Regions from separate parts of the Mus musculus genome. Here region 1 is linked to region 2. A link is a contact called in public Hi-C data. All regions are on one chromosome and are shown on one strand. Each heading gives the region's core, a stretch centred on a gene start, on an enhancer-like site or on the middle of the called end of the contact. The rest is flanking DNA. Distances are from core to core; before and after follow the strand shown. Region 1 holds the start of Angel2 (angel homolog 2). Region 2 holds the start of Iars2 (isoleucine-tRNA synthetase 2, mitochondrial).

Evidence for each region. Hi-C and Micro-C count contacts between places; a contact is called where the count stands out from the background.
Region 1: a contact with region 2 is called in a Hi-C map of B cells, with 5 read pairs. The contact joins the promoter of Angel2 here to the promoter of Iars2 in region 2. A contact is called at or near these places in 2 of 39 promoter capture datasets (cranial neural crest and pre-B cells) and 1 of 484 Hi-C or Micro-C datasets (B cells).

The regions. Positions count from the first base shown.
Region 1 is chr1:190,926,462-190,931,022 of GRCm38.p6, reverse strand. Angel2 (angel homolog 2) reads right to left here and starts at 2,518. Exons shown (of 9, transcript NM_021421.4): 1 at 2,265-2,518. The coding sequence starts at 2,323.
Region 2 is chr1:185,326,966-185,331,652 of GRCm38.p6, reverse strand. It overlaps Iars2 (isoleucine-tRNA synthetase 2, mitochondrial), which reads left to right and starts at 2,252. Exons shown (of 23, transcript NM_198653.3): 1 at 2,252-2,632; 2 at 3,911-4,033. The coding sequence starts at 2,366. It also overlaps a transcript of Bpnt1 not described here.

The DNA.
Region 1 (4,561 bases), core at 1,269-3,768, 5.6 Mb before region 2:
AGTGAGTTCTTTCTGCACCAGTGCTTGGTCTTTTGCTTCAAAATCATATTTAAGTATGGATGTGTAAGTATGTAATTGTGAGAATGCATGTAAGCTGAGCCCAACTGGGTTTGAATGGAAATTGTATAAATGAGCATACATGAATCTGTGTATGAACTTATGTGAAATTATATATGTCTGTTTATATAAAAGTTGTTCTTTCTGTGAGTGTTATTTCTCTTCTGGTTCAACAGAAGTTCATTGCTCCAAACTTTCCCCGTAGCCCCACAACAAGAGGCATCTGGATCATAGGGAAAAGGCCCTAGCAATTAATTGTTTACTTTATCTCCTGCTGTTTTAGGATGAGGTGCTAAGTGCCAGAGACTGCAGTTTCTGACCTCAGAGGATCACAGAAGGCAGGTCGGTTACAGTGGACTTAGATAAGTAAACTTTTTATTATACAGCAACCTTAAATATACCAAGTCTTACCCTCTGCCGACGCTCTTCCCCCTCCACTGCCTCAAGAAGAACCAAGAAGAACCGCACGCAGGGGCTGGTCTTCGGCAGAATTGTCTAGACTAGCAGGTCAGCTCTGGGATGCCCTGTCCCTGCCTCCCCGGCATGAGGACACCTTCCTTACCTTTCCATGGGTGCTGGGGATTCCAACCCAGGTCCTTGGCTTTGTACAGCAAGCCCTTAGCTACCTGAGCCATGGCTCCAGGTCCCCACACTTGTATTTAACAGACATGCTACTCTCAAGTTCTCACAAAGCACTGCCTCCTACTGCATTATCTGGCAAAGTGTTAGGGTTCTGAGGACTATACTTCTGGGGTTTGTGTCTCAACATCTACTATCACTAAGGTTTGCTTAAGTTGTATTAAGATTTTGTTATGCTGAATTTCTTTATTATGCTATTTTTCATTAGAAAAGATAACCTATATTGTGTACTTTAAACTTAAGTACTCTCAAACTATTCTCTAAATCAACCCTACTGTAAATCTTTAAGGTCACAACATGGGCACTATATCTTGCAATTGACCCCGAAAGTCATTCAAAGGGATTTCAGCACTTGGATCTTGTCTTGTTTTGTTTTTAAATTTAAAAATTTTGAGGTGGCCCATGAGTTTGATCCCAGCACTCAGGAGGCAGAGGTAGGCAGATCTGAGTTGAAGGCCAGCCTGGTCTACACAATGAATCCCAGGACAGCCAGAGATACAAAGAAAAACCCTCCTTCTCTAAAAAACAAACAAACAAAAAACCAAGACAAAAACCAAGTCCAAGACCATCAGCACAGGCTGGTGGTGTCTCTAATTCTCCTGCCTCCACCTCCCCAGTGCTATAACGGTTTACTTTCTGTCTTGAAATGTTTCTATACTGCAACCTGCACAGTGACGCTTATTCTTTGGATTGGCAGTTATTTATACCACATCTTTTTCTTGTAAGATAGTGAGCTTTTGAGGGTTCGAACCTCAGTATTCTCTGAAAGCCCAGTCTCCACCCAAGGGCCAAGCACACAGCTGGTACTCAGAAAATGCCATAGCACAGGAACCAGGAATGGAGTGGGCAGATCCCAACGGCTTATGTAACGACAGTGTGCTATTTCCCACGCGTGGTACGATATAGTTTCAAAGGTTATACAAACCACTGGAATCTTAATAACTAAGTCCTCAAAGTTTATAGGAGAAAAACATAATCCGTACATCCAATTTAAGATTCGGTGGATACTACTTGGGGTGACATTATTAGAGGCTGCATGTACTGTGGCGCTTTAAAATTTCAAGTGAGTTATTTTTTTACTTTTGGAGGCGGAGTGTCACGCTCGCTGCCTAATCCAGGCCAGCCTCAAATTCATGGTTATCCTCCCGCCTCGGCCTCCGGGGTGTGGAAAGTGCAGGCGTGAGCCATCACGCCAGGCTCTCAAAGAGTGGATTGAAAGAAAAATACCCAGGACGGAGCAAGAACTTGAGTGGCGGTGAAAGTTGGCCTCCGCGTGACCGACGCTGCCCAGCCACCCCGGGGCGCGCAGCCTCCCTCCGGGCGGGGCCCTGCGCGCGGGCGGCGGCGGCGAGCGTGGAGGCCGCGCGAGGCCCGCAGGATCCCGGAGGCCGCGGCCACCGCTGCTGCCCGCCCGCGCGTTACCTCTCCCCGGGCGCCGCCTGGCGCGTCCCCGCCGCGGACCCTCTTCCTCCGCCTTCCTCCCGCGCCCCGCCGCCCCGCCCCTCCCCTCCCCGCCCGCCCCTCCAGGTCCCTCCCTCTGTCCATCCCGCCGGCCGCTCGCCACTGACCGGCCTCGCCCCGCCACACAGCGGCCGTAGCCCCTCCTCACACAGCGCCACGTCTCCATCTTGGCTCTCTGTGAGCGCCCAACGCCCGGGCCCGCGGCTGCACCTCAGCTTCGGCCGCTCGCCGGGTCCTACCGGATCCCCATCACTCGGCTCCCGGCCGGCCGCTAGGCATGCTGGGAGGAGCGTCTCGCCGCAGGCCCGGTCACCATCTTGCCTTCTGGGGCAGTTCCTTTAAGCAGTGCGACTCCGGGCATGCGCAGAGCGTGCGCGGACAGCCATTTCCTGGTAGGGCGGAAGGCTAGCGCTTGACGGCTTTCTTAAGACATAGGAAGGAGCAGGAGCTGCGTGAGACCTAAAGTGTATTTACGTGGTTGCGTAGATCCAAAAGGTAGATTTCCACGTTGAGGAAATACTATTCTGTGGGTTCCCGTAGAACTTTATAATTGATTTTGTGCAAATCTCAGAGAACCCACTTGTACATTAATTAGTGCGTTGATGATCCGAGTCTGTCAGATCGAGCGTAGCTTTCTTGGAAAACATAAATGGAGAAGGGACAGCGAGAATAGCGAGGCAGAGGGCACTGGAAACCAGGGTCGCTGCTTGCTTAGTTTCTTTGGTAGAGCTGTGTAGCTGTGGGTAGTAATTTCTTGGGAAGTTTTGTTCTTTTCCTTGTGTTAATTTTGAGAGATACTTTATCCTTCGTGTATATCCTTCTCTTTATCTGCAGTTGTTATATTGTGTAAACATGTCAGGAATGCTGAATTAGCAAACTCTGAGGAAAGCTAGTCTCTGATTGCACACGCACACTCGTGAGTGTCCTTAGACAAAAGTCTTGTGCAGTCCAGGCATTCGTCAAACTTATCTCACATGCCTGTCTGAGCACTGTGGTCACCAGCAACGTACTGCCATACTTGGCTTCGGACCACATTTTCATCAACCAATATGAAGTCTTGTTTTATGCATGTTCCTTATTTAATTTATATTGTCACTTCATTAACGTTAAACTCTGTCCAACAGTCTTCTGATACATACCTAATTGAAGATAATTTAGTACACATATTTTCTCTATATTACATCATTAACTTTTGTCACCTCAGAATCTTGCAGCAGTATACTTGGGGGGCACTTTTAATAGAAAAATCAGTAAAACTGTGGGAAAGGGACACTAAGTAGTCGGTAGAAAGGTTAGTTTTTTACGGTCTGAAAACTCAAGAGGGCAGAGTGCCTTGTTTAACCTCAGGGACAAGCACACTAGGCAACTAAAATTTGCCTTTCTCCTTGTTGGAGAAAAACCAAAACACTGTGAGGATTGATTTGGACATTTTAGGTAGGTTTTAGGGAGTAGGCAGTTTACAAACGCAGTGTCCACAAATGGGGGCTGACTGCTTGAGGTTTATACTGTCCTATTTTCTAAGGGTGATCACAATGTTGTTGTTAGTTACATGTGGCCAGTAGTGTCCTATATGCCTTGTTCCATAATCACATTGTAAGTGACTTGTGAACAGTGTCCATGACTCCTGTTCAAATCTATTCAACCTAGTACTCTACTGACTACACAACATACGGCAAACAAAGATCATTGATAGGGTTATTAACTGGAGCAGACTTAAGGAAGACCTGTCAATCACCAGACTTTCTCCTCCAAGCACACCTTAGCTCCTCTGCTTGTTGTGCAAAGAAAAATGTAGTGTTTTGAAATAAGCAAATGGCATTAAGGTCCTTCCTTCCTTCCTTCCTTCCTTCCTTCTTTCCTTCCTTCCTTCCTCCCTCCCTCCCTCCCTCCCTCCCTTTCCTTTGTTTGAGACAGGGTTTCTCTGTGTAGCCCTGGCTGTCCTGGAACTCACTCTGTAGACCAGGCTGACCTGGAACTCAGAGATCCACCTGCCTCTACCTCCAGAGTGTTGGGATTAAAGGCGTGCACCACCAACTGTCAAGATGCATTCTTTCAATGAGTTTGAAGGTTTCTTGATGACGAAAGACACTTTGGGAGCTGTCTGCTCTAGAACTTTAGAGAGAGTAGTTACCTTATAGCAGCATGGTGATTATCCTAAGGGTTGGAGAACTCTTGTCTCTGTAACAAAACAAAACACCATTTTTGCATTCATGTTCCAGTTGAAAGTTCTCAGCTCACATTGTTCTGTCCCCTTAAATAGATCCTGCTTTAGTCACTCAATAAGTTAAGCAAGTCTGTTCACATATGCTGACATCTCAACATTCAGACAGCTGAGGCAGGAGCCTGTAGAGTTTGAGACCATCCTGGGCCACACCAAGAACCTGTCTTAAAGAAGGGTTGTCTG
Region 2 (4,687 bases), core at 1,003-3,502:
CTCGAATTCTTGGCAGTCCTACCTCAGCTTTTCCTGTACTACACACTCCTATTCTCACCAGCCCAGCGAGAAATGTCCACACACACCACTTACATATCGCTAGGATTGGGAAAGACTTTTTTTTTTTAATTTATTTATTTTATGTATATGAGTACACTGCAGCTATCTTCAGACAGACCAGAAGAGGGCATCTGATTCCATTACAGATGGTTGTGAACCACCATGTGGTCGCTGGGAATTGAACTCAGGATCTCTGGAAGAGGAGTCAGTGCTCTTAACAGCTGAGCCACCTCTCCAGCCCTGGGAAAGACTTCTTTAGTTTATTTCATTTACTCTGTATTTAGACATACCTTTCAGGTGTGGTAAAAATGTCTACAACACACACCCTCTAAAGCCGTACACTGGATGCTGGTGGGATGGCTCAGCAGGCAGTTTGGAGCACACGTTCTTCCAGAGCACTGGGGTTTGGTTCCCAGCACAGGCTCACAACTATCCAAACCTCTAGTTCCATGGTGCTCCACAACCTCTTCTGACCTCCTCTGGTACCAGACACACAAATGGTGCACATAAATACACCCAGGCAAAGACTCATACACATAAATAAATCAAAAAACAAAACAAAACAAAACAAAACAAAACAAAAAACTTAACAGTCCATACATTAGTTTTTGTAGTTACATTGTAACGGCGTAACAATTGCCATAAATACGGACAGATACATTCTCTCTCATGGATTTAGCTTAGCCACTGAGATGCAGAGTCCACCGGCACTCTGGGAAGTATGCCTCTTTCATGAGCTCACAGTATCTTTGTAGGGAGAATTCTGGAGTTTTGTTTTTTTTGTTTTTGTTTGTTTTTAAAAAAACAGACAAACAAATGTTTTTGCTTGAATCCCAGATGCGGGGATATGGGGCTGCTTCAGACCATCCAACTATGACAGCGGCTGCTGACTCTGATTTGCCTCTTGCCCTAGCAGAGGCGTGGTTTTGCTACCTGTGGATAATTTCTGTGATTGTATGATATTTGAAATCAACTTTTCAGATGGTATATAAATGCTAAAGAGTGGAGACAGGGTGGCATAGTTGTGCTCACAGAGAAAATAAGATTGGGGTCTGTATCTCTTTTTCTCTCCTCTATCATTGTTCTTCTCCTATCTAGAGGTAGAGGATGAAACTGGGAGAATAAAGCATGGGAAAAGAATCCACAAAGTAGCTCAGACCAGCTACATATCTTCTCATAGGGTTTCCCAGAAAACAGCCTAGTTGATTGAATACAGCTAGTTGTTCTGGAGAGTTTGGTGGTAATGTTTTCTTCATGCTGCTGTGAGATGACAGCTGTCAGTCAGGTTCTCAAATGGGAAACTACAGTTCAGAGAACGGTATTGTAAATGCTGTCATTTACTACAGAGCAGGGGAGATGGTGGTACAAACAGGAGAATTCACAAAAACGCTTAAACACCGTGTATAATTCCAGGTGCGGGGGAAGGCCCGCATCCCCCGAGCCAGCTGCTTAGAAAGACTAACCATATGGGCCAGCTCTTTGTTTCTGAGAGACCCTAACTCCTTGAATGAGGTGAAAGAGGCATGGAAGATGATTCCCACCATCAACCTAGGACTTCCACATGCACACATAGATGCATGCCCACACATGCAAATATGCACACACACACACACGGAAATGAGAAGGCAAAACAGGCTGTATACTACCTCTGGCAGTCCACGTTTCCACTCTCTCGATACTTGCTACCAAACTTCATGCTTGTTCTAATCTATTAGATGGCTCTGTGTCATCCTGACTCCCAAAGGTGAGCATAGTTTTGCATTCATTGGCTATATTTTTTTTATGAATTGCCTGTGCTTACCTTTCCCCCCTTCCTTTATCTTGTTTGTAGTCACTTTCTATACATTTTTGTTAAAGTGTGGCACAAAAATGGCAAAATTACAGTTGTAAACCCGTGTAGCCCTGGCTGTCCTGCGGAGCTCATTCTGTAGACCAGGCTAGCCTCGAACTTGGAGACCCGACTGGCTCTGCCACCATGTGCTGGGACTAATCCCCTGCACCACCACTGCACGGCTTTAGCTTTGCTACTTTTGTTTATGACCCTGGACAAGTTAATTAAATGTATCTGATTGGGGAAAGCCGAGTGATAGTAAACACCTCTCTCTACCCCTACTAGACCTCATGAAAGACCTGTAGAGATACAGACTTCCAAGCCGGAAAACCCCGCCCTTGCTCTTGCCCCGCCCCTTCCGCCCCGGAGCGCGTGCGCAGTTCCTCGCCGCCGAGCTCTTCAAGGGTCTCTACCTTTAGGTACCGGGCGGCTGCCGTGGGCCGTGTGCGGAGGGCTCCGCCCGGCTCGTCCACCATGCACTGGGGGCTGTGCCCTCGCGGGCCCGGGGCGGCGGCGGTCGCCGCGGCTGGGAGCTTCTGGGGGCCAGCCCGTTTGCCCAGCCGCCTAGGGTGTCTGGGGATGACGAGGAGGCTCGTGGTACGATCCGTGGCCGGGGCGGACAGCCCCCAGAGCAGCTCGAAAGGCGGCAGATACCGTGACACGGTGCTGCTGCCGCAGACCAGCTTCCCGATGAAGCTGCTGGGCCGCCAGCAGTCCGACATGGAGCTGGAGATCCAGCAGGTACCGGACGCGGCCACCCGAGCAGGGCGGGGCGGGCCAGCTCTGCGGGAACCCTGCAGGCCGCGCGGCTTCCCCGGCGAGCGCCCAGCGGGCCGGGTTCCAAAGTGAAGCCCGGAGCCGCACCGAGCACCTTCCGATTTCCGCTCCCAGCGAGTCGGCTTTGCACACTTTTCCCTTTGTCACTTGTCAGAAAGTAGCCAGCGTGAGCATGTGTAAATGAAACTTCAGGAGTGGGCTGGAGAGGTAGCTCGGCGCCTAAGAGCGCTTGCCACCCTTGCGGAGGATCCGCGTTCCGTTTCCAGCACACAAGTCTGGCAGTTCACAACCACCTGTAACTCCAACTCCAGAAGATCCGATGCCTGACCTCTGTCTGCAGGCACCCGCGCTCGCGTGCACCACACACGAATAATCAAAGAGAAACTTAAAACTAAACTTAAAACATTATAAAAGTATTACCAAAGAAGGGAGGTTGAACCCCACCTTAGTCACATGTTTAGGTTTTTCACAGGAATCATGATTTCTTTGAAGGACAAAGTAGCGGCCCTTTTCTGGGTCCCCTGTGTCGTCGGTATCTGTCTCCTATGTCATACTGAATTTGCTAACGTCTGAGATTCATTCGTTAGTGTCTGCACACTAGAGTATTTAAGATATTTCTGATAATCAGGAATACTGCTTAAGTGAATAGCGTTAGCCTGAATATTCTTTGGATTTAGGGAATTATTGAGGCCAAAGAATTGAAAGAATAAATTACCAGTGTGTTTTGGGTGGCAGAGTGGACTGGGAATAGACAGGTTTTTCAGCAGGTCTGTATTGAGGTAGTGAATACTGAGAGACTTGCTAAGAATTTAGAGCCACCATGCCACATAAACGTTTACACTTTAGTCTGAAGAATTGTTGGGATTTTTGAAGACTACTGAAGGGCTGGAGAGATGGCTCAGTGGTTAAGAGCACTGATTGCTCTTCCAGAGGTCCTGAGTTCAAATCCCAGCAACCACGTGGTGGCTCACAACCATCTGTAATGGGATCTGATGCCCTCTTCTGGTGTGTCTGAAGACAGCTACAGTGTACTTATATAAATAAAATAAAGAAAATCTTAAGAATAAATAAATAAAGACTACTGAAAGTGTTAAGAGAATTCTAGTTTATTCCAAAAAGTTTTCCAGGTTCTATTTCTGGGCTGAATGGATTGGAATGGGATAAATGATGACCAGGTATTGATAAGGGTCTATGTATTTATGTGATATCTAAACATTGGCTTTTTTTTTTTTTTTTTAACAGAAATGTGGCTTTTCAGAGCTTTATTCCTGGCAAAGAGAAAGAAAAGTAAAGACGGAATTTTGCCTTCATGACGGGCCTCCTTATGCCAACGGTGACCCTCATGTTGGGCATGCCCTGAACAAGGTAATTAGAATTGAAGTGTAGAGCTTGGAAGTAAGTACTCTGCTAAAGAGTTTATATTGTCTGTGTATGGTAATTATATAAACTAGTATTGGCCTGTGCAAATACATGAATTATTAGTGAGTTTATGTATTTATTATGGTGTTTGGGAGTCAAACCCAGGGCCTTGTTTGTGCTAGGTAAGTATTCTTCTAGTGAACTGCATTCCAGATACACCTTGTGTGTGTGGTAAGGAACCCGGGATGTACCATGTGGGAGACTAGCCCTGCTCCTGCATCTCCTCTCTGTATCTGCAGCTCTCACTAGACACATTAGTAACCATGCAGCTCTCACTAGACACATTAGTAACCATGCAGCTCTCACTAGACACATTAGTAACCACATTTGATGCTGCATGGACACTAGCATTGCTGGAGTTTCCTGCCAGCCTTTTGTTACTCTACACTTAAGTTCCATCTTACTTGATACTTGCTGTTTATGTGTCAAGCATCTGTCTGTATTCCAGGTAGTGAACAACAAAGTCATATTCCTCCCTTGCTCTCTACCTGGAAAGGTGAGCAGGTAAAACATGTAACACACTAGATAGTGATGATAGCTGTGGAGGAGACAGGACGGGGAAGAAGAGACAGCAGGAGACTCAGTGTCAAGCCTTTCTAA